4 separate regions of the Mus musculus genome follow, and all the other regions are linked to region 1. Evidence: chromatin contacts called from public Hi-C and Micro-C data. All regions are on one chromosome and are shown on one strand. The core of a region is the stretch at or near the end of the contact, and the rest is flanking DNA. Distances in the headings are between cores, read along the strand shown.

Region 1 (4,678 bases), core at 1,622-4,121:
CCCAGCCATCGCCTCCAGGACTGAGGCTCTGTCCCCTAACTGTTCCTGCCTTGGGCCACACAATGTGGGTTGTCCTGCCTTATCCTTCCTCAGATCTCAGGGAGGGCTTCCTGTGACCCCCCCCCCCCCCGGGCAGGCCACTTGTCCAGAACTATCCCCATTCATGTGCTGCAACTACCAGGGTGGGTGTCTTCCATTCACCTGTCCCAACTTCCCAGGTGGGCCCAGGGAAAACTAGTGATGAGAACTGGCTGTGTTAGACCTGAATTCTAGATAGGCCTGCACACCTGCAAGCTGAGACCTGTGCCTGACAGCAGTACCTGGGGGTTGGTGAGGCTTTCCCCTGGCAATACTGACACCTCTTTTTAATTAAGGCCTTGTGGGCTCTGGCATTAGCCAGCAGGACCGGCCTGTCCTCCTATCTGCCTTCCTTTCCTCGATGTCTGTTGAGCACTTACTGTGTGCTGAGATAGTAGGACATGACTGCTGTACCCATCCATAGGTGAGCCAATTGCATGTCCTCTGCATGGAGCAGATGTCCCTTCAGGTGTCTGACCTTGGTGAGTCTTGTCACCTGAAGGGCTGAGGAGGCTAAGATGAGAACTGCAGAGAGGAGTCACTATCCTCCTTTTTTTGGATCTTGAGCAACCACTAAAGGTGGAATGCTGCCTGGATTCACCCTCTGCATCCTCATCTCCAAGTGGAGGTTAACCTTGGATACAGTTCTCTTGAGCATCAGAAGAGGATGCTGCATCTAGGCCCTTGGGTTGTTGCTTTTGCAGAGTATCCTCCCACAGCCTTGGCTTGCGAGCCTTAGGAAATCTAGCCATGCAGTGGGAAGTGTTTAGGATCAGGGTGACAGACTCAGAGATGTCCGGGGACCTGAAGAAGGGTACAGAGTGGGTCCCTGGCTGCTAAATTCTATACCAAGGAGTCCTTGTTTCCATCTGTTGGAATTCCAAGGGCCTGTTAGTGATACTAGTCTGAGATTCCTTGCAAAGAGATCAATGGCCTTATCCGGTAGTTTCATAGCTGTGGACTCCAAGGGCTGGCATAGGGAGCGAGTTCACCATAGGTTATGCAAGTGGGGCTGTGGGAAAACACACCCAGGGAGTTAGTTACAAAGAACATGGTGCCCAGTCAGACACAGGCTCTCCGAGATCTGTCTCAGCCTGGACTGTGCCCAGTTTTGTGGGTAGGGTCATAATTCTTCACAAACATGTGTGAATGTGTGTGGGCAATAGCTGTAGGTATGGCTGAGGTCTCACTGGGTAGCCCAGGCTGGCCTCTGCCTCCTGAGTGATAGGGTTATAGGTATGCACCACCACACTTCGATTAGGTGTTGTAAGTGACTGGCTGCTTTCATCACTAGTCACTCAGCAGGTATATGCCACAGGCTGTCACTGTGTCCTGTTGGGAGACAGTCAGACTAGCATGCTGAGACTCTTCTGTCATGATTTCTCTTACACAGGCCCTGCCTATTATAGCTTCCATATACGTGCCAGGACCCAGAGGGCCTTTGCTGGATAAACCCTGTCCAAGAGAAATTACATTCTACAGGCTCAGGTTAGGAGAGGCAATACTGGGTGGGGTCTTTAGCCTCCTTAGTGAAGTTGTAATGGTCCTCACCCACATTCTGCCCCAGCTTGGGAGGTGCAGCTTGGATCCCCATCTCCAGAGACACTCAGACCCACAGAGCTGGCACCTGCGCTCTGCTTCTGGTTGAGTGGGCTTTACGTTCATGCCTGACTCCCAAGGTAGATGAGAAATGAGATAATATAAATTAACAGGCATCTGGCAAATGCCCAGTCCAGTGACAAGTACACAATTTAACCCCTGGGTCTCTGGGGTATATGTTGGAGTCCTAACTTCATGGCTCTCAGTTTTCATAACGTAAGTAGTCCCAGCATTCCCCCTTTAAGGAGACAGTGTGCTACCACCCAACTCAGCTAGGAAGTGACTTGAACATCAGCCTTTTAAAGTTACTTTTGACTGGTATCAGCATCCACTGACAGCCCCTAGCAGGGCCAGGGAAACCCTGTCACTGGGTAACAGCTCTGTCTGCATTTGCTTCCCTTTAATCGTGAAGGATGTGTTGCCTCTGTTGGCTTTTCTGTCTTATGAGTTGCTGGTGTCAAAGGCTCTAAGGCCAGCAGCCGCTGGCCATCGGTTCACATTTGTAACTTGCATCTTTGACAGGGTGCCATACCATCAGGATGAGCAAAGAGATCAGAACATGCTGGTAACTTCCTTTGCGCTGTTTTCTTCAGGTGAAGTGACCCCAATGATGTGCATCACAACTGGTGAGCCCAGGTGCAGGTGCCTGGCATGGGCTCAGAAATCAGGTCAGTCTTCTGTGACCCTTGCAGTCAGGTTCAGAGATGCCCGGGGCAAGGGCTTGTCTGGGGTAATTGAGTAGCTCAGGGGGTGGAGAGAGAAGCTCCTGAGGGGGTTGAGGGTGGGGAAAGATGGCAATCAATATGGTAAGTCAAGGGGTTTCTGGAAACCTTTTCCAGTTTCCATCTTGGGACCTCTGAGATTTAGGACAGAGAAATCCTTTCTATTTTTTTTTTTCATTTATTTTTGAGACGGTTCCTGGTTCCTTTATTGCCACGTGACCCAACTCCTGGATCAAGTATCCTCTGCCCCCCACAGCCCTCCCCCACCGGTGTTGGGATTATAGGCTTGGGCCACCACGCTACTGATCAGGGCAAAAGGACATCTGTCTTTGAGATCTGGATTTGCTTAATGGAAAAGAGGGACACAGCGCTTACTGGTACCAACGTCCGTGGATGATAGTGAGGTTTTCCCATATCCTGGCAGTACAGAAAGGCCCAGAAGACACTCCAATTTTGCAACCATACTTGGGCACCTAGGATATCCTGAGGTTGTCTGTTTTGTCTTGGCATAGGTTCCAGGATTTGGCTCTCTGGCTAAGTCACGTTGTCTGTGGCCTGCCACCTCCGGGGAAAATAGAGCCCCTCAAGGCCCCACAGTTCAGCGGACCACTTCCAAAGAGCTTCAGGGCCAGGCGCCGGCCTGGAACCCTTGCCGCAGGTGGAGGCCATGGGGAGCATCCCGCAGGTGGCGGCGCTCAGCCGCAGCCAGGTGGGCGTGTCAGGCCCCGCCCCGCGCTCCGGTCTTGGGGAGGGTGGGACGAACGGAAGCCCCGCCCTCCCCGCGCGCTAGTTCGGAGCCGGTGCGGGAGCGGAGGCGCGCGGAGCCGGCAGGAGCACGCGGGAGCGCGGCCCCGCAGCGGCCCGGCCCGAGGGAGCAGCATCGTAGGAGCAGAACGGCCTGGCGACCCCCGCTGCAGCCAGGACCCCGCCCCAGCGCGACGCGGCCCCGAGAGAGGACTCTGGCCCCGGAGCGCGGCCTCGCCCTCCTCGCTCGCCCGGGTCCCCGGGCTGCGGGCATGGACAGCGCCCGCTCGCCCTGTGAGTATCGAGCTCTCCCGTTCGCCGCCTTTGTGTGCGCGCCGCGCCGCCGCAGCCCCCTCCCCGCGCGCCCCGGGCCCGCGTCCTTTGTGGAGCCTGCTCCTGTCCGGTGCTTCCCTTTACCCCGGCCTCCCTGTCCCTTCCCCACCCGCTCGCGGGATAGCCTAGCGGGGTCGCTCCAGTACTGGCCTTGACCCCTTTCTCCAGCCTCCCGAGCCCTTCTGTAGCTCCTTTGAGCCCTCAGGGACACCTAGCAGGTCGTCCCTCCTGGAGTCCCTGGGACAGCTAGAGACAGGCCGTGTTCCCGGCTCGGAGCTGAGTGAAGCAGGGCATCCCCTTGCAATCCTCGCCTCGGGGTCCGGTCTGCAGCCCTCTCCCCGGAGCCCGCAGAGGACCGCCCGGCAGGTCACTTCTGCGGTGGGGCTGGGCAGGGCGCGGGCCCAGAGGCGGCGCTGTCTCATCCCGCGGCCCAGGCAGGTGCGGCGGGGCTGGCGCTCACGCAGGGTCCGTGTGTCCTTGGCCCGCAGAGATGGACGGCGATGGCGGCCGCCGAGACGCCCCCGGCGCGCTGATGGAAGCCGGGCGCGGCACGGGGTCGGCGGGCATGGCGGAGCCGCGGGCGAGGGCGGCGCGGCTCGGGCCCCAGCGCTTCCTGCGGCGCAGCGTGGTGGAGTCGGACCAGGAGGAGCCGCCGGGCCTGGAGGCGGCCGAGACGCCGAGCGCGCAGCCCCCACAGCCTCTGCAGCGCAGGGTGCTTCTACTCTGCAAGACGCGCCGGCTCATCGCGGAGCGCGCCCGGGGCCGCCCCGCCGCGCCCGCGCCCGCCGCGCCCGCTGCGCCTCCCGGCTCCCCGAGTGTCCCCTCGGACCCTGGCCCGGAGCGAGCGGGCACGCAGGAGCCCAGCCCAGATCCCACCACCGCCTCAGCCGCAGCCGCGCAGGTCCCCGACGGCGGCCCGAGGCAGGAAGAGGCGCCGGCCCCAACACAGGAGGACGCTGGAACCACCGAGGCAAAGCCGGAGCCCGGGCGCGCACGCAAGGATGAACCTGAAGAGGAGGAAGACGATGAGGACGACCTCAAGGCCGTGGCCACCTCTTTGGACGGCCGCTTCCTCAAGTTCGACATCGAGCTGGGCCGGGGCTCCTTCAAGACGGTCTACAAGGGGCTGGACACGGAGACCTGGGTGGAGGTAGCATGGTGTGAACTGCAGGTGAGCGCCGCTGCCCCGCAGGTGGGCTGTC
Region 2 (4,190 bases), core at 847-3,346, 890 kb after region 1:
GGTCATAAAAGAAGAAACGAAAGAGAATACGTACGGTGAATGCTCGTGAACGTGCAAAAAAAGTAAAAGTGAATTTAAGTTTTATTTTTCCCCTTCTCTCTCTCTCTCTCTCTCTCTCTTGGAATGACAAGACGAGACGACGTTTCTAGATTTGCTGAAGATTTCCCCCCCTTTCCTCCGGTGGCTTGTTTCTCTTAATTTCTGCTCTGGCCCTCCCTTCCTAGGGCTCCTGGCTCGCTGGTGCTCAGGCGGCCGCACACCTGTGGAAGAGGAATGAATAGAGGGGGTGTGTGAACCTTCTCGCTGCAGACTAACTGGCGCCACCGACCAAACTCAAGACATGCATGATCAACAACCCAAAACAAACCGCCGGGTCAGGCAACACCCGCAGCCCGAAGCTCAGCCAAGTGCCCAGGAGGCAAATGCGGGCTGGGGAAGGCCAATGGACAACGTTCGGGGCGCTCTGCCCACATCCCTCTTTGTGGATGTCAGGCCGCTCAGCTGGGCATGAAGGGGAGGGAGGAGGATTGGGAGATCTTGGGACACTGGGATAGTTTCTACGGTCACGAGGGTGTCCTCTCAGAGGTAGAGGAGACCAGCAGAGCCTGTCGGTCACAGGCAGAGGAACGAGGGCGGCGGGGACCACAGCTGATGAGGCTCCGCAGAGAGTGATCCCCCCCCCCCGAGTTGGAAAGCTAAGTGGACTGTCTCGCTAACTGGGTGGCAGAGAGGTATGGGTGTCCCCGGGGCTTTTACGCTTCGAAATGCTAGGGGACAAAGATCGCAGCAGTGCCTGGCACCGGCAGCCCCTGGGGAGGTGCGAGCATGGTAGCCCACTAACCATTCGGGGACCTGAGCGCTCACCTGGCCATCCATCGCAGCTCAGCGGCAGAGAATGCTGTCACCCTGCTTGTTCACGGCGCCGGCCTGGAACAGCAACCCAACACCAAGGGGAAAAACGGTTAGAGTGCGCATATCACAGTGTCGCCACCACCCAGGAGACGTCCTGGAAAACTAGGCAGGCGAGCAGAGTCCCCACCCGAGCCCGAAGCTGGGGAAGCCTCCTGTGATGCAAGGGACACTCCGGAGACGCAGGGCTCCAAGTCCCAACCGCCCTCGGCTCAGGGACCAGTGGATCACCAAGCCCAGCAGGCGGCTCTCGGTGGAGACGGGAGAAGCGGCTGTCATTCCCTGAGAGGAGCAAGACCACCCGTATCTCGCCGCCCCGCCACCTTTCCCGCGATGCCCAGGGTGCCCCGCCAAGGCTTCTCACCGGGTCAGTGTTGAGCGCGGTGAGTGGGGTCCGCGGCGGCGCGACCGGACAAGCCCCGGCCGGGTGGAGAGGTGGCGCGGGCGGTGGCGGCTGTCTCAGCAAAGCAGGGTGAGTCTCCAGCGCCAGCTGCAGGTCCAGGATGTAGTCGATAACGTGCTGCAGGATCTCCACTTTGCTGACTTTCTTGTTGGGCGGGATGGTAGGCACGAGCCTCCGCAGGCGACTGTAGCAGTCGTTCATATCGCACTGCAGGCACAGCGCCGGCTCATCGGCCGCCGCCTCGGCCGCCTTGCAGCGCGCGGCCGCCGCAGCGGCGGCGGCGGCTGCCGAGCCACCCAGGCTGTGGCCGTGCTCCGCCAGGCAGCGTAGCGCCAGCTCCCCGCCGCCGCAGCCCGACGGCGCCTTGCGGCCCGAGGGGCGCACCGGGCTCACCGCCTTCATCGCGCGCTTCCTGCGCGAGAGGACCGCGACAAGCGGTAGAGCGAGCTCCGGGTCCCCGCCCGCAATTTGCTTTGCTCCCCTCTCCTGCGCGTCCGGCGCTCGCAGCACCCGGCGGCTCCGAGCTCCAGAAATCGACCGGAGAGCTGCTCGGGGTTTTGGAAAGGGTATCTCAGGTTTTTGTTTTTTTGTTTTTTTTCTTTTTTTGTGAGCGACAATCGGCCCGAAGCAAAAGACAAGAAAAATCAAAAGCCCCGGAAAATAAAAAAAGTAGCCCACCCTGGTCCCTGAGCCGTTCCCTTCTGAGCTTCGACTAAGGTGGATCGCCCGGTGACTGCCCCCCCTCAAAGTAACGACTTCCAACCGCGCCTCCCAGCTCAACAGCGTCGCTCGGCTCCGGCACAGCAGTATTTGTAGAGCCGCGCGCCTTGGGGGCGGGGCCAGCGCGCGGGCCGGGTCGCCACAAGAACCGGACGCGGGCGAGCTCGGCGCGCGGGCGGCGGCGCGGAGGGAGGTGGCGAGGGCGGGGCGCCGGGCAACCCGAGGGCGGGGATGGGCGGGGGGTCGGGAGTGACCAGCCAATCAGGAGGACAGTGCCACCTCGGGGAATGACGCTCGGGCCAATGGGAAGGGCACTCCATTCCGTCAACGCTGTGGGAGGGGTGAATCTGAGAAAATGAGAGCCGGGTGGGAGTCGGGCCAGGATGGAGAGTGCCCGAGGGAGGGGAAGAGAGAGAGAAGTTCCTACGAAGAACTAGGGGAATGTGCTGGCTGGAATGCGTTCTCCATGGGCCTAAGCTGCTGAGGGACTCTGAGCCTTGTTTGTGGGTCCCCTGTCACTCTTCAAGGGGGGGAGTTCAGTCCCCAGGCCTTCAGTCCCTAAGATTCCAGTGCTTTCAGAAGGACTCGCTTTCAAGAAGCGAGTTGGTTCATTTGTCCATGTTATCCTCCTTCGGCATCACCATTCATCTTTGCACAATTGCGAAGCCCTTATAATGGAATGAAAACGGGTAGCCTTCCCGTATGTGTGTATGCATATACATGCAGGCTAAAGCTTAGTAAAAGAAAAATATAGGAAAAGAATGTCGAAAGCCGGATCCAGTGCAGGATTTCTGATGAAGGTAAATACACATAAAACAAGATCCAAGATCGTGGTGGGTTTTTCTTGGACCTATCCAGATGCAGAAGTGGGCTTAAGACATGCAATCCTTTGCGGGTGTTAAATTAGAGCATGCAGAAATAAAAAATGCACGGACACGAAGTGTTTAAAATTCCACCATGACATATAATATTAATCTGATTTATGTAAAATTCATACCTGTAACTTAATTTAAGCCATTAATGCACAGCTTCATATATTTCAGCGCACTTCGATTTGAATAAGGAAATAAGAATAGTCCAGAGGCTTCCCTGTAGAGCTACGAAATATTAGCATTCACATCTCCAGGGTCCTGCTTAGGCCCCACCCTGCTACAAGGCCTGTTTCTTTAAGGGTGTTGTGTGTGTGTGTGTGTGTGTGTGGCTTTTTAGCAGAAAAACAGTCCTTCAAGGGTTCAAAATAAGTGTTGCTTGTGTGTCCTCTTCAAGAAAAAACAACCAAGCTCTTCAGATGGCAAATGAGCATAAAGCTCACAGCTCATGGGAAATGAATTTCGAGTGCTTTCCCCCTGCAAGCCCTCCCACCTTTAGACATGCTTGAAGATGAATTAACCCGAGAATTTTCTTCCTTCCCCATACATGACACGGACTGCTGCCTTCATTTTCACTGATAATTGAAAGAGATGTGCTCTTCACATCTTCTGACCACCCCGGATGGGCTTCATGCTCCTCTTTTCTGCTTTTCAGAACTCTGATACCCATACAAGGCAGCCGTTTTGTTTCGCCATGCGTGTACATTGTGACTCTTTGGCCACCACGGTTTCCAGAGTGCATTCCTTCTTCCTGACGAAATGAGGAGCAGACTAGTAAATACCAGTTTCATAGATGGATGTAACCATCTTCCTCCCTCTAAATCCTTAGAGGCCACTGTCCCTAATTATTGGAAACAAATGACATTCTCCGTTGCTTTTGTGCACGCACAGTCTCCATCCACACTTACTGAGAAAAATGACAAAATGTTAAGTAGTGTTCTCTTCCAAAGTCTTACACATTCTTAGTATAAACCCAGACCGGGTGTGTGTGAGTGTGTGTGTGTGTGTGTGTGTGTGTGTGTGTGTGTGTGTGTAAATACCGTGATTTTAGATAGAAAGTTGGGAGAAGCAGTCCTGGTGAGCAAAAGTTAGTATATTTGTTTTCCATTGTTATCACATTTGATACTGAACATACAAACATATGTACAAACATACATACATACATACATACATATGTTTTATCATGTTTTGGGAAAACCCTCACTATGTTCAGAGCACACACAATATATCAAAAGTTCATCTAGGCTAAGCTTGTCCACAATACAATTAAAGTTATAAATATGTAACAG
Region 3 (4,384 bases), core at 1,247-3,746, 520 kb after region 1:
AACCAAACATGGGCACTCTTCTTTCTTGGCTAATAGTAAGAAATGCCAAGTCAATTTGGGAAATATTTGTTTCCCAAACCCCAAATTGATAATTTAATGTAAAAATCTTTCTTGTATTAGTATATTTATATGAGGCCTGCTTACTGGGCTATAAGGTAGTATTTTTTCCCCTATACTGTTTGTTGATCCAGGTTAACTTTAGACAGAGAACTTTGTTAACTGAAAACACAGATTTATATTCCTTATATTTATGTTTGCAGCACTGTACAACTAATTGAAACCAGATCACTCATTTAGTATACCTAAAGCCCTTCTGCCATGCTAGTTTGTCACCATTTACAACTTTCTTTTTTTTTAATTTTTTTATTAGGTATTTTCCTCATTTACATTTCCAATGCTATCCCAAAAGTCCCCCATACCCTCCCCACCACTCCCCTACCCACCTACTCCCCTACCCACCTACTCCCACTTCTTGGCCCTGGCGTTCCCCTGTACTGAAGCATCTAAAGTTTGCAAGACCAATGGGCCTCTCTTTCCAACAATGCCGACTAAGCCATCTTCTGATACATATGCAGCTAGAGACACGAGCTCTGGGGGGTACTGGTTAGTTTATATGAAATTTCTAGGCAAATGGATGGACCTGAGTGAAGTGATCCAATCACAAAAGAACTCACATGATATGTACTGATTGATAAGTGGATATTAGCCAAGAAACTTAGAATGCACAAGATACAAGATACAATTTGCAAAACACATGAAACTCAAGAAGAACGAAGACCAAAGTGTGGACACTTTGCCTCTTCATAGAATTGGGAACAAAACACCATGGAAGGAGTTACAGAGACAAAGTTTGGAGCTGAGACGAAAGGATGGACCATCTAGAGACTGCCATACCTGGGGATCCATCCCATAATCAGCCTCCGAACGCTGACACCATTGCATACATTTACAGCTTTCGATGTCACTTGTATCATCACAAAGCTATTAATGGCATGGACAAAATAGAAAATATATGTAAAGCATCTAGCACAGAGCGCCACAGAATTTGCCTAGCAGTGTCCTGCACTAGAAAGACATTTCTACTGAACTGTATGAGATAACAGGACTTCTAGTAGAGTTTGAAAACATGGACTCAGCAGAGGCTGGTAGATGCTTATCTGGATCCATCCCTCACTTTTTTGGCATGGGATTTCCTTAAGAACAGAAATGTGCCTAGTGAAGACATTTCTCAACTACATGAGGTCATGTTACTGAGTATGTAAGATCTATAATATGATTAAGTTGATGGGTAGGCTTCTAGTAAGATCTTTATTAAAATATTAAATAAGGACATGGTGGATGGTGCTCTGTCTACGATTTTGATCCATGACACAAATTGAAAGGAAACCTGATTTTTTAAGGGTGACATGGCAGAATGTCTGGATCCCTGGGTACAGCTTTAATGAGAAGAAATGCCTGTGAGTTTAGATCAGGATTCTGGAACCTGGAGTTTCTGTTACAAGAGGGCAGAGACCAGTCAGGTCTCTTAATGACAGGGTCCCTGTTCCTGTCCAGACCTGGAGTCACAAGAGGCTAAGATGCTGGCAAGGCTTTGACAAAGAAAGTCTAAGGATTGCAGGAGAACAGAAGGAAGAGACTCTGGTGTTATGGAAAACTGACCAAAGAAGAACCAAACACCACTCTGAGAGTTGGAGAATTCAGATTTATTAGGCTAGCCTACTCCACTGTGGAGAGACATAGTATTTATGGGTTTTTAGCTTTGGTCATCCAACTGCTACAGCACTGGTGTCTTTAAATTACTGCCTTAGTGAACATTTGCTGATGGTCTGTTTCAGAACAACCGAGGGGAAATTTCTACTTGAGTTAAAGTATGCTTACAGAACAAGTGGCAGTTGGGACTTTCGTTAGCAACACGGATCGTTGCTAACAGGTACAGTGGTTTCACCAGATACCTACAGGACCCATACTTATGACAGCACTTGGTCTTCATTTTCCCCCCTCTACATAATTCAACTTTCCCCTACTAGACCAACTCCAGAAATTCATATTTAAACTGTCATAGTGCAAGACAATATTGACTATTAAATATAATAGTTCAAGAATATTAGGGGGGAAATGAAGACATTCGATGCATAATATGGGCTTTTCTTCTTCTTTGGGCGCTGAGACGGAACACGTGGTTCCGTGAGCGAAGCTCCAGAGCAGTCCTCGCTCCTCCTGCGACTCTGCACCGGGGCTCGTGGGGAGTCGGTGCCCCCCACCCCCACCCCCATGCTGCAGGCTGGCAGCCGCGCCCTCTCATGGCCCTGAGGGTCCTCCGGGCTTTCCGCGCACACGCCGTCGGCTCAGCCCGCGACCACTCAAGCCCCAGCTCGGCTTCCCAGCGGCTCCCACATGTTCGAAAACCTTAGAAGCTGTCCGCCGCGTCACGGGCCGCCTCGAGTCTCCATTGGCTGGCGCGTATCACGTGCACCGAGCGGCTCCGGCTATTGGCTGTTGGGTCGGGCGCGCGCAAGGCCGCGGCGGCGACAGGGCGTCCTCGGCGGCCGGGCTGTGGAGTGGCCCGTGCGCGCGCCCGAGGGAGACGTTGTGTAGCGCGCCTGGCGGGGAGTCTCCCTGCTCAGAGGCGCGGCGGGAGGCCGGGCCTGCGGGCAGGCCAGCGCCGCGGAACCCGCCCGAGCAGCGCCCGGGGCCGGCCGGTCCTCTCCGCCCGCGCCTCCCGGCCCTAGACGTGAGACACCGACCCGTCGGCTCCAGGGCTCCGAAGCCGGAGAGCGAAGCGCGCCAAGAGGTTCGGAGTCCGCAGCCAGTTAGGCGCCCGCCGAGCGGTCCCCAGACGGTTGTCCTTACGCGGCGGGTTATCCAGGGAGGCGTTATTTGGAGGCGCATCCCTAGAGGCGGGGCGGGGGACCAGGGCCACCGGGCGCCCCTCTGTCTTGCTCAAGTGCTGCGACACTCGGATTTCTCGGGAGCAGTTGGAGGCTTGCTTGGGTGTTTTAGTTGAAATCTCTTGATTAGAAATATTGACAACTAGTTCTTCATTACAAATAAAGCAGACAAGACAGCCACAAGCAGGTATCAGGCTACCACTTTGGGATCCCTAATTCGGACCTCTTTCTGTCAGTAAACGAGTCACGTGACCTTGACCAAGTCACTTTTTCTCCTGACATGCATTCTCAACGTTGATAATGATGATGATGATGTCGATGTCCCTGCTCTGGGGTGTGTGTGTTTTCTTATATAATAAAGGGTTTGTGGCCTTTCAGAGGACCACACCATAGATACACCCTACCTGTGGTATTAAATTTTAATGGAAAAGAAAATTTAGTAAACAAAGGCCCAGGGAGGAGGGGGGTGGAGCTTGAGAAACAGTGCTTTAGGGAAATAGCTGATCAAATTATTCCAGCAAGGGTTGTCTATGCTAAAAACTGAACACAAGCTATCATTCATTGACTGCGAGCTGAAGGAGCCTGAGAAGCTGTTATCATGGCGGGCACTATTAACCTGTGTGAACATGTATATATCCACCTCCACCTCACCCTCCACCCCCACCCTGCACAGCATAAGCTTTCTTGAGTTTAACAACAAAGTGTCATTCCAGGTTGTTGTTTTGTTTTTGTCTTTCCCTCAGAAAGGAAGGCTTGGGTGATTTGCCACAATCAGAGCTGTTAGTGGAAAGAAATAAAATGTAAACACGCATGTATGACCTCAAACCACTCACTCATCACCATGTGGTTTCTTCCTGTTCAGTTGTAGCGAAACTTCTCGCTACCCAGGAATCCCACCTGTGGCTTTTTAAAAAGTGTGGATACCCAGGTCTTAGAGACAAACTGGGACCAGCATGAAATTTGCTTAAGACCTCATAGACGATTCCCATTTGGAAGTCCGTAGTCCGTCTTAGCAATAACTAATTGCTAACCGGATACCGGTGCCTTCACAGCATTGTGTCCTGGAGACCCAGATTCCCCATCTCAACAGTACTTCATGTCCTTTTAAGGGAGGTTGGGTTTTCATCAGAAAAAAATCCTTTGTTGGTGGAATCCAAGCGAATTGAGAGAACACTACTGAATCTCTCTCTCTCTTTTTATATGATCTTCCTTGACCACTACTGAATACACTTTTTTTTTTAAATCCCAGCAGTCGGGAGGCAGAGGCAGGCGGATTTCTGAGTTAGAGGCCAGCCTGGTCTACAAAGTGAATTCCAGGACAGCCAGAGCTATACAGAAAAACCCTGTCTCGAAACCACCCCCCCCCCAAAAAAAGTCATATGAAGAAAAGTAAGAATCACAATTTACCTGTAGTATCACCAGTTTAACAAAATGATGTTTGTGGTCTTTACCATGCTGTATCATGATTAGTGATGCCCCCCTGATGTCACATAAAT
Region 4 (4,912 bases), core at 184-2,683, 600 kb after region 1:
TGCTTTGGACAGAGAATGTTAGGATGGCTTATAGTTGGAGTTTATAATATAAGCACTTTGCTGACGTGTACAGTGCCTTTTTCCCCTGGATGGATTGCAGATGAATGTTCATAGGGTTTTGTTGATGCTTGACTCTCTTGACTCTCTTTTTTAAACCGTGCAAACCTACTATCATTAAATAGTACCCCAACCCACCCACCAAAGAGCAGAGAGGTCTCCTAGTGCATGGAAAGTTCCAGTAAGAATGAAGAAATGCTTTTGCATTGATTTAAAAAAAAAGAATTCGTAAAGATTGCTTTGAAAAAGTTTTAGCACAAAAATTTCAATACATGGGAAAGAAAAAAAAAATAAAAGAGATAAAAGATACACCATAGGAGACCTAACTCCTTATGTGACAGATGGGTGAAGTGAGGTATGGAGTGGCCTTGGCGTCGAGCCCCGGAGCCCCCGAGAGGGAAGACTGAGTGAATCCAACATCTTGGGTACACGTGAAAACCGCCCCGAAAACTCTAGCACCTCCCGCCTCGCAGCCGGCAGAGCGGACGGAGGCCACGTGACACGACTTGTCCATCACCGCGGAGGGCGGGACTCAGAGGACGGTCCTCGCTATTCTCCCGGTCCTCCAGTAGGGAAAGAGGAGCCTGTCACGGTGGGCGGGCCAGACCCGCCTTCTCCGCGGCGGGGGCGGGCTCAGCCGTCACCCTCCAGTGGGGGTCCGGGTGAGCCCCGACCGGCTAAGGCGAGAGGGCGAGGCACACGTCCGTCAACAGCGTCCGCCAATAGGAATGCGCGCTGCCCGCAGCTCCCGCCCCCGCCTCGGATTCCCGGCGCGCGCGTAGCCTTCCCTCAGGCCGCCGAGGCGGCGCCCGCCCGCCCGCGCTTCCATCCGGGTTCTCGCGCGCTGCTCTCTCCCGGGCGCGGCGGTGGAGGGCCACGGTGGGGGGAAAGCCAGACCATTTCCCGTGGCGGCAGCGGGACGCCTTTATCCGCGAGCTTGAGGTGGGTACTGCGGGCGTGAAGGCGAGCGCGGGGACGTCGCCATTTTTCCCTCCTCCAGACTCAGCGGCGGCGGCAGCGGGCGACCAGGAGGGAAGACTTGGGGGCTGCCGCGCCGCACCCTGGGACCCGTGGGATGGCCTGGGCGCCTCGGGCAGGCGGGTGGCCCCGGGGCCGGTGGCCCACGGATGCCGTGGGCCTTGGGGCTCGGGCGGGGGAGGGGTGCCGCGTGGCCGCTGGCCTGCCCCAGCCCCCTCCGCTTCCCGCCCAGCTCCTCGGCGACCGGGCGGGGGAGGGGGGTCATTCTTCACATTCCTCACCTCGCCCCTCCCCCGCCGCTTCAATCAAACTTGCGGCGGACGGAAGTCCCGCCCTCTGGCTCGCGCCGGTTGGTCGGGGCTACCTCCCCGCTGTGGCGTGACTGGCTGCGGACGTAGCCGGGCCTCTATGACGTCACTTCCGCCGTCAGGTTTGTGGGCCGGGGAGACCTTGGCTTTGGTTGGGGGGGGTGGGATGGAGGAAGGTAGGAAGTGCGGGGGGCGGGGAGGGACGGGGCGGGGCGGGAAGGCGCTGGCAGGGAGGGAACGGAGAGCCAACGCTGGCTGCTTGCCCCTGCTCCGCTCGGCCAACTGCGGCCTGAGGGCCTGGAGCAGCTGCTGGGGCTGGAGGATCGCTGCGGCTGCCCGTCCTTGGCCAGGGGGAGGGGAGCGCGAGAGCGGGAGGAAACTGTATCCCAGGGGATGGGGTAGGAGATTTGCAGCTCGGTGGCACCGGAAACGAGACTGGCCTTTTGACTGGGGAGGCTGCAAACTCTTGGAAGCGGGTGGCCTCTCGGAGGCCGGCTAAGAAAACTTATCTCTCGGCGCGCTCTTTAGCGGAGGCAGGGTGGTAACCTTTATGCCCTTGGCCAGGACTGCCCTTCGGTGATCCCGCTTGTTAGTGCAGGGTCTGTGTCAGAAGTGATCGTCTGTGTTGTAGTTTTCAACTTTTTGTGTTAAAAGGATAATTATGAAAGGACAAGGGGGGGCGGAGAAAAACTTTAGAAACTTAGTTAAAATGGAAGACGATGACAGATTGCTTTTTTAACTGTTGAAAAATATTGGCAACCTGTTTTTGAAGTTTAAAACATTAGTGTTCTTGTTTTTGATTGCCTGATAATCTTGTGAAGAAAATTGAACAAGTAAACAATCTTTTTATAAGAAAAGTTAGTTTAGCCGGGCACGCCTTTAATCCCAGCACTTGGGAGGCAGAGGCAGGCGGATATCTGAGTTCTAGGCTAGCCTGGTCTACAAAGTGAGTATCAGGACAGCCAGGGCTACACAGAGAAACCCTGTCTCGAAAAAAGCCAAAAAAAGAAAAGTTAGTTTAATACAGATTTTTCAGCATTCTGGCCTTTCATTAGGTTCTGTCAGTTGAAGCAGTAATATTTGGGAAATTTGAAATTGTTAGTGTAACAAAAATACTAGTTGGAAATGTAAGAACTTTAATTAGAGAATAGAAATCTTCCAAATTAAGTCGGGTCTAAAAAGTGTTATCAAAATTGTGTAGATGGGGCGTGCATTTTACCCTATGGGTAATTTTATTGTAGAAATTGATAGTTTTGTAGACTTGAAGCAAGCTGTGCCCTCCCCCACTATAAATTGAAGTTGTGCTGATTTGAGACTTAGTAATTTTTCAAGCTGGAAAGGTAGAGGAATGCAAAACATGTGGCTATAAAGAAGGTGTTGGCACACAAGTTTAATCCCAGCACTCAGGAGGCAGAGGCAGGTGGATCTCAAGAGTTTTGAGGGCAGCCTGATCTACAGAGCAAGTTCCAGGACAGCCAGGACTGCACAGATAAAACCTGTTTCAAAAACAAACAAACAACAAAAAAAAGTACTTCAGTTCACAGAGTGAAGTATTAAAACAAATGGTCCTGCTGGAGTTGTTGCTCAGTGATAGAAAGCTTGTCAGACATGCCTGAATTGGTGGGTTGAGTTTCCAGTACTAATAAAATAAATGCTCATAATAATTTAATGTTAGTAAGTCTCATTTAGATTTCTTGAGGGTCCTGGGAAATGTCCCTAGTAAACCTCCTCCAGAACTAAGGAAACTAATTGGTTTAGAGAATAGCATCCTAAATATCAAGTTCCTTTTATTTCAGTAACTAATGTTACAGAACCAGTGTGAGTTGGTGACAATTGTGCAGATAGATAAGTGGTTGAAGGCACTTAGCATCATACCTGACAGTGACCCAAGTTTGAATCCTTGGGACTCACCCACATGGTGGGAGGAGAGAACTGACTCCAAGTTATCCTTCGATGTCCACATTTGTGCAGACATAATACAAAATAATTAAAAAAAAGAAGCCTTTTTAAAAATACTACAAAGCCAGAGCTGGAGGTGTAGCTCACTCAGTTGATAAAGAGTACTTGCCAGCCATGCCTCAAGCCCTGGGTTCCATCTCCAGTTCCTGCCTGCAATCCCTGCACTGTTAGAGGTTATCCTCAGCTATGTAGAAGGTTCCAGGCCATCCTGAGCTGTATAAGACCCTGTTTCAAATAAAGGAGGCTAGATGGAAGCACCACCAATGAATGTTCCAAATAATGTATCCTGAATCACTTAGTATGTGGTGATCAGAAACTTTTAGGAAGATTTAAAATACGAAATAATGTGCTACATCAGCTATATCTGTTAGTTTTCCTGCAAAGTACCATTTTGTGAGTGGCAGAAATGGTTAATGTCCTCCTGAAGAGCACATTTCCTCTCTTACACTGATCTCCAAGGAATAATAGAAACAGCTCTATAGTCATATTTGGTGAAATGTGTAAAACACTGCTCCCCTCTCCCATTTAAGTGTGTATAAGTTGGGAAGTATATTTTGGCACTCAAGGCTAGCAGTATTTCAAAACTTTGAATGTCTTTAGAAACTTATACTATAAAGACTATTTTTACTAATTGTCAATGTTTTTTTTTTCATGTTTTCTCAGGACTAAAGTAATGGGGGTAAAGGTGGCACCTTACATGGTCCTTGAGTTTTGTGGGTGTTCTGTGCATTATGTAATCAATTAAGAGTAGATTGCATTAACTAGATATAATGATTTTGCCTTTTTGGTACCTAGTGAAATCTAGAGTATTTTACATTACAGCAGGAGTATATTTTAGTTACAGTGTGTACCATTTTGAGATATTCAGTTTCAGTGTTGGTAATTGTTTCTTAATGAATAATGCAACTGTGATGCATTATTTAGCTACTTTTCAAAAATTCATATTTGCTACCTGGATATGTTTGTCTTAAAGATAGACAAAACTTTTCTGGTTTTCCAGCTTTATCTCACAAAAGACCTTTCCTAGATACAAGATAGATTTAAATTCTCTTAAGACAGCTGAAAGGTACTTTTGTTACTTTAGGAATATTTTGAGACATTTTAGATAATTTGTTTTAAATTGATATGTGTAGTGGATATGGTTAAGGAGCATTTTGTTTAACTAGTTACCCAGTTCTATTTCTCCTGATAAGATGAAGGTACCTTGAAATCCTGGGAAGGGCTGACATCATCTTAACTCATTCCCCATACCTTTTTTTTGAAAAAATAATAAATCTGTTTTTGCTCTACGCATCCGTAGCTTGCATGGAACTCAGATTTTTTTTTTTTTCTGCCTCTGCTTCCCAAGTGTTTCGATTAAAGGCATGTGTCACTGTGCCAGGCCCCATATCTTGTTTTCTTTTGGCATATGTGATTGACAAATGCCTAGAAAGGAACTTAGGTTGATTTGCCTGTTAAGAATAGTTAATTTTAGCAGGTTGTGCAATCTATATTAAATAACTAGATCTAGGTTAAAGGTTATGGGCTGTTCAGGGCTTTTGAGTGTAGAGAAAGAAGGTAGGAGATTTTAGAGTCGAGAAAAAAAATCTATGTAGGATGATAAATAGAAC

What was found. A called contact is a pair of places that touch in the nucleus more often than the background predicts.
Region 2: a Micro-C map of embryonic stem cells shows a contact between it and region 1, with 4 times the contacts expected there. The contact joins the promoter of Id4 here to the promoter of Wnk2 in region 1. A contact is called at or near these places in 1 of 39 promoter capture datasets (liver) and 1 of 484 Hi-C or Micro-C datasets (embryonic stem cells).
Region 3: a contact with region 1 is called in a Micro-C map of embryonic stem cells, with 2.9 times the contacts expected there. The contact joins the promoter of Ptpdc1 here to the promoter of Wnk2 in region 1. A contact is called at or near these places in 5 of 39 promoter capture datasets (embryonic stem cells, hippocampal neurons, pre-B cells and 1 more), 1 of 484 Hi-C or Micro-C datasets (embryonic stem cells), 1 of 115 datasets of contacts at active chromatin or transcription factors (neural tube) and 1 of 9 other capture datasets (macrophages).
Region 4: a Hi-C map of pro-B cells shows a contact between it and region 1, with 6 times the contacts expected there. The contact joins the enhancer-like site here to the promoter of Wnk2 in region 1. A contact is called at or near these places in 4 of 39 promoter capture datasets (the HPC-7 cell line, embryonic stem cells, pre-B cells and 1 more), 1 of 484 Hi-C or Micro-C datasets (pro-B cells), 3 of 115 datasets of contacts at active chromatin or transcription factors (astrocytes, embryonic stem cells and pancreatic cancer cells) and 1 of 9 other capture datasets (embryonic stem cells).

Annotation. Positions count from the first base shown.
Region 1 is chr13:49,146,521-49,151,198 of GRCm38.p6, reverse strand. It overlaps Wnk2 (WNK lysine deficient protein kinase 2), which reads left to right and starts at 2,871. Exons shown (of 30, transcript NM_001290313.1): 1 at 2,871-3,437; 2 at 3,965-4,647. The coding sequence starts at 3,967.
Region 2 is chr13:48,259,022-48,263,211 of GRCm38.p6, reverse strand. Id4 (inhibitor of DNA binding 4) reads right to left here and starts at 2,096. Exons shown (of 3, transcript NM_031166.3): 1 at 1,274-2,096; 2 at 865-927; 3 at 1-260. The coding sequence starts at 1,714. The coding sequence ends at 883. It overlaps A330033J07Rik (RIKEN cDNA A330033J07 gene), which reads left to right and starts at 589. Exons shown (of 3, transcript NR_102303.1): 1 at 589-1,292.
Region 3 is chr13:48,623,784-48,628,167 of GRCm38.p6, reverse strand. Ptpdc1 (protein tyrosine phosphatase domain containing 1) reads left to right here and starts at 2,496. Exons shown (of 10, transcript NM_207232.2): 1 at 2,496-2,791.
Region 4 is chr13:48,542,437-48,547,348 of GRCm38.p6, reverse strand. No RefSeq gene overlaps it. Among named protein-coding and RNA genes, the nearest start is that of Mirlet7a-1, 6.6 kb to the right of the region's middle. Within about 2 kb of position 1,433, at least 414 of the 459 cell types and tissues checked have an H3K27ac peak or open chromatin away from gene starts, as enhancers often do. A contact at or near this core is called in the HPC-7 cell line, astrocytes, embryonic stem cells and 4 more, where this site is marked.